Regions from separate parts of the Zea mays genome. Here region 1 is linked to region 2. A link is a contact called in public Hi-C data. All regions are on one chromosome and are shown on one strand. Each heading gives the region's core, a stretch centred on a gene start, on an enhancer-like site or on the middle of the called end of the contact. The rest is flanking DNA. Distances are from core to core; before and after follow the strand shown.

Region 1 (2,840 bases), core at 260-2,759, 430 kb after region 2:
GTAGGGATGAAAAATAAACTTGAGGTCCGCAGAGCTGTTCTGGCTTACGAATCGACTCGCGAGCTGCGCTAACTATACTAGATTAATCATTCTGCAGAATTATAATAGATTATTGATTCGTTTTTTTAGTCTTTGATGATAAATACATGACAATCTAAATTTTAAGTTGCTCATAATATAGAATAATAATTCTATATTTCATATTTTTAATATTATTAATTTAATAAATAATGTAATTATATTTACCAAAAGCCACATCTTTAAGCTCGAGACGAGCCGAGCCGCTCATCTCCCACCATGTCAGACCGAGCTGAGTCGGACTTAGGGGGTGTTTGGTTTCTAGGGACTAATGTTTAGTCCCTTCATTTTGTTCCATTTTAGTATATAAATTGAAAAATATAGAAACTAAAATAAAGTTTTAGTTTCTATATTTGATAATTTTGTAACTAAAGTGGAATAAAATGTAGGGACTAAAAATTAGTCCCTAGAAACCAAACACCCCCTTAGGTTGGCTCAACTCGTCACTATAAATAAGAAAAGGACATATGACTTTGTTGAAAGTTGAAATAGCACCTATTCGGCTATTCCACACGTGAGCAATATGACGTGCGGGGTGGTCAGGGAAATGATTTTTCTCCTGCCCCCATCGAGGCCAAACAAAACAGCAGGAGACGAAGACGCGGTCCCTGCACAACCTGTAGAGTTCTATCGGAGAAAACTGAAAAGCGGTAACATTTTATGTGGCCTGGGCGCCTGGCTACTCGCTTAAGCAAACAGTACGGTAGTTTGGTACATGGTTGTTGATGAACCTGACACGACGACGTCGTAAGTACTGCATCACCGACACACACCAGAACGAAAACGCAAAGCTCCAAGGCAAGGACCAAGGACAGCAGACTGAAGCTGAAGGGGATCGGCCGGACAAACGAACGCGCACGGGGCCGGGGCCACGGGGCGGAACGGAACCCCTTGCAACAGCCAACCACCGGGACCCCGACCAGGCAACCGACAGCGTACCCGGGACTGACAGCCACGCGTACGCTCCAGATTAATCCACCGGGGCGGGATAGTACGTACGCCTTGTCACACGCACGCACACTCGCATCGCACGGGTACGGCCTGAGTGACGCGGACAGCACCTGACCGCAAAGTCAGGAGGTCTAGAAGGCTAGCCCAGCGCGTACAGGCCCGTTTCACCAAACTTTTTTTAAACACTACCGTACAAGATCAGAAAAATGGGGGGAAAGGGGGGAATAATTGCATGAGAGTATCATGGGAGATCCGGTCCCTCGATCTGTATTAGAAAGCAAAATGAAATCCCTCCCACAATTAGAATAAATAAACATAAACATCCTACCTAGCGGTAGCCAACGTAATAACAGCTCCACCAACGCCAGCAGCAGGAGCCAATAATAGTGCGACGCGGTGCAGGAAGCAAGTCTGGAACCCCTTTTGATTTCCAAATAAATGCCGCGTTGAAAAAAAAAACGTGCAAGTGATTTGTGAGCCCTTGTCGTTCCCTTGCTCTGCATCTGCATGTGGCGCGCAGCTGCCCCCGCGCCGTTCGACCGGCACGGGCACGGGCACCGGCACCGGCACCGGCACCGGCACCGGCACCGGCGGTTGGTGGTGCGGTGCCAGTGGGCTGTGCGTCCACATCCAATCCCGCGTTGCCCACGCTAGCTCCGCCCACGCTAGCTCCGCCCACTGACACCCTGGCCCCGCACGCGCATATCCCCGGACCCCTCCTGCGGGCAGCTATTAAAGGCTCCGGGGCCCGCAACGGGCGGGGCCCCGCGCTGCCCTGGCCGCTTCTTCTTCTTCTTGTTGCTGTGTCTGTCCGTGTCGCCTCGCGGCAGTTGAAATTAACGAAGCCGAGACCGCGACGAGAACCGCGCTGGGCGGACACGACAGACAGCCGGACACCAGCGCAAGCGCAACGCCCGCGACACGCACGAGGAAGAAAGCCAGCCAGCCAGCCAGCCAGCAAGCAACCCCCTGCCCCGTCGGTGGCCACGGGCAGCCGCGCGCCGGCCAAGGCACAGCTAGCTAGCGAAGCAGGCCAGCCAGCCATCCAGACTCCGGCAAGGGATGGTGGTGGCGAGGAAGCCGCACGCCGGCAGCGGCGGCGGCGGCGGCGTCAGGGTGGGACCCGAGAGGCTGGAGGGCCTCCCCGCGGCGTGGCCGGGCGCCGCCGCCGCCGTCAAGGTCAAGTGGCCGGCGCCCGGGGGCGCGCTCTCGCAGATGCTGACGGGGCGGTGGGCGCGCGGGGTCACCGCCGTGGAGGCCGTCGGGGCCGGCGGGACCGTCCGATGGGATCCGCGCGACGTCAACCGGTTCAGGCTCGGCGTCGTCGGCCCCGCCGCCGCCGGCCGGCCGGAGCGCGGGGTCTTCTTCTCCGTCCTCTATGTGAGCGCTCTCCCCTCGATGATCAGTTTTCCCTTTCCGCCAAATCAATACCCCCTAGCTTAACAGTGCTACTACGGATATGATTGATTGCTCGATCTTCTTCTGGTACACTGATTTGGACGCTACGAACACGATTGGTTTTTTTTTTTAAAAGGCGTCCTGATTTCATTTCCAACTTCTACGAGACTACGACTATACCTTAATCTGCTCCATTTTTTCCCTCGCTCAAATCCTATTCTTTCTTTTTTTCAAATCAACCTGTCGTTGGTATTTCGTCGCCGGTGGTAAGTTGCGCGGAGACCATTTCCTGCTGCGAATTGGTGGAGGCTTGCGGACCGCAGCTTCGGTGGTGGAGCGCTCGAGGTCAATGCACAGCTTTCTTCCTGTTCTTTTTACCCGTAGTGGCCCGGTCAGCAAATTGGGAAGGACAA
Region 2 (2,700 bases), core at 64-2,563:
ACCACTGGCGCAGGTGGCAACCACCATTTCTCAAAGCCCATATATGTGCTCTTCTTCACCCCTCCTGTATGAACCATACTAATCACAGATCAAACATGAAGCTTATGGTGAGGAATAATTGCAAAAGGCAGACACTATCAACGGTTGAACACATCGGATTAGTTAGTTACCATCATCCCTATTCTTTCCTTAAGGTGGAGTGGCAAATAAGATATACAAGATCTTTCAGTTCTGCAGAGGTGCAAACTTGGGGGGGTGGGGGGGAGTTTATGGAAATGCTATCAACGGTTTATTGGAGGACTGAACCAAACATGCAGGTACTATGGAGTGCTAACTGGCCACTAAATCTGCACTGAGTTGGGGCAATGAAAACTCCGATCCTATTACTTCTAAAGACAGACAGCCCAATTGCTAGGAGTCTGTGTATACAGGCCTTTGCTGATTTAAGCTGGTGCTTCAGCAGATAAGGAATTACGACTCCATGTCTGAGGCCTGCATAACCATTTCTGATATCATGGTGTCTATCTTAAATAAAAAATACAGCCAATTGCATTTCTCACTCATCAATGACACAACCTACCTGACATAATTCATTTCAAACTCTCACTAACCTTATACGATAGAATTTACGAATGTGCTCATCGATTTGGTGCCCTCTCATTATTACTTACTGCAGGCACACAACACACAAAAGCGCAGAAACTTCAGGCCGCCAAGCAAAGCACGGGGCATATGGTGAGGACAGGAGACGATACCTTGCGCCTCGCTGGAGCGCGCGAAGAGATCGGCGTGGGTCAGAGGAGGCGGGCGGGCCGGGGTTGTGGTCGCGGGCGGCGGCGGCGGCTTGGCCTTGGCCTTGGAGGGCTTGGGCGTGGCCACGGTGGCGGCTCCCGGGTTCATGTCCCAGGCGGCGCAGACGCGGAGGGGTGCGCGGGCGCGGGGGTTGTGCGTCGCCATGGTCATCGTCACCGCCGCGGTGGCCATTTGCTGCTCGCGCCGGCGTCGACCGTCGAGGATACTGGACTGGATAACACAGCCGTCAAAGATCTTTTCCCCACCTTTATCCGTGGCACTTGCGGGCCCCACCTGCCATTAGCAAAACGTATCCGAGCGAATACGTTTAACAACTGCGTTGGAGTATTTCCAGGAAAACGTTTTCTGGGCCTCGTCTCGACTGAAACTCTTCGAGCCTTCGACGTGCCTCTCCTCCGCTCGTGGCCACCGATTTCACTGGCTTCATTTCGAATCATAAATTTCATCTCCTGGAGTGTTGCTTTGCTTGCTCCTGGAATCTTCGGAACCGAAGGCCACCGCGCCAACCGCCCAATTACCGAACCAAACCCTACCGGTCGCGGCTCCTCCATAGTCCATACTCTCGCGCGCCTAAACCCTAGCCATCCTCCTCGCCGCCGGCGACCGCCGCCATGAGCCGCTACGACGGCCGCGCTGCGGACGCGGGCTCCTACCGCGACCGCCGCAGGTAATTGACCGCCCCACGGTCAGGCTCTAAAGTCTGAACCCTAAGCCCTGGCCGCGGCCGACGCGAGTGACTGTGCTTCCCCTTGTGTTCCATCCAGCGAGGGGGCGTTCGGAGGCGGGTCGAGGGCGTTCTCGGCGCCGAGCAAGGCGGACGCTTCCGCGGCGGCCTCGGAGCTAGATGGGCTGCCGCGCTTCGAGAAGAACTTCTACGTGGAGTCACCCGCGGTGGCCGGCATGACGGAGGAAGAGGTGGAGGCGTACCGCCGCCGCCGGGAGATCACCGTCGACGGCCGCGACGTGCCCAAGCCGGTGCGTGAGTTCCGTGATGTGGGCTTCCCAGGTAATGATTTTGAGACTGCTGTTGCCTTCGGAAACTACACAAGTAAAAAGTTATGAATCAGGAGGTGATGGTGTTCGTCGAATGTTTGATTAGACTGCTTAGTTATGACACTAAACTCAGACCGCAAAATCTTATCCTACTACATGAGTTAGTTTAGTGTTGTGTTGATGCAACTAAATTTGAGCTTCGTGCAGCCCTCAGACTATAAGCACCTAATACAATAGAGCATTGTGTTCAAGTATGTCCAAGCCATACCATGGCGGCACATGCACATAAACAGAGTTATACGGTTGCATTTCAAGTTGTGGTCGCCATTCATCACTTTTGTGATTCCATTCAAAGAAACTGTATACACTTTATAAGACTTACAAGGAAAACCGGGTAGGGCACTGAATTTTAAAGGCACATGGCCTTTGGCAACGACTTATGGTGTGTTCCTTAGTAACCAGGTTCCCGGATCGATGGGATCGAGGAACGGGAACGTGGTACGCGGTACGCTACTAAAACTAGGATTTAACATTATTGGAACGAGATTGTTCCCATGTTCCCGAAACGGAACGAACGTTCCCGGAACGAGGAACGTGGCTAAGTTCCCAGTTCCCGGTTACTAAGGTGTGTTCTAGTGTGCCTGGGGGCGCTTTTGATTTCCTGACACCGGAGAAGGCCCTTACCATTCTAATCTTATGTCTTGGAAGCAAATACATTGATTCCTGACTTGGTGTATTCTTGTATGTCTTGGTCTACAAGTGTGTCCCTATGATTGTTTTCATTATGGATGGCCATGGTTATCATGGCGCCACGGCGAGGCGAGTTTGCCCAGCAGCAAGTATGCAACATATACCCTTTTTTAAGGCGTCGCCTAGGCGTCTAGGCGGAGGTCC

Evidence for each region. Hi-C and Micro-C count contacts between places; a contact is called where the count stands out from the background.
Region 1: a Hi-C map of leaf mesophyll shows a contact between it and region 2, with 5 times the contacts expected there. The contact joins the promoter of LOC109944788 here to the promoter of LOC100274281 in region 2. A contact is called at or near these places in 2 of 25 Hi-C or Micro-C datasets (leaf mesophyll and tassel).

Annotation. Positions count from the first base shown.
Region 1 is chr3:5,945,327-5,948,166 of Zm-B73-REFERENCE-NAM-5.0, forward strand. LOC109944788 reads left to right here and starts at 1,510. Exons shown (of 4, transcript XM_020550081.3): 1 at 1,510-2,409. The coding sequence starts at 2,092.
Region 2 is chr3:5,514,437-5,517,136 of Zm-B73-REFERENCE-NAM-5.0, forward strand. It overlaps LOC100274281, which reads left to right and starts at 1,314. Exons shown (of 10, transcript NM_001148645.1): 1 at 1,314-1,480; 2 at 1,578-1,819. The coding sequence starts at 1,425. It overlaps LOC100193763, which reads right to left and starts at 1,071. Exons shown (of 7, transcript NM_001279875.1): 1 at 756-1,071; 2 at 1-64. The coding sequence starts at 984.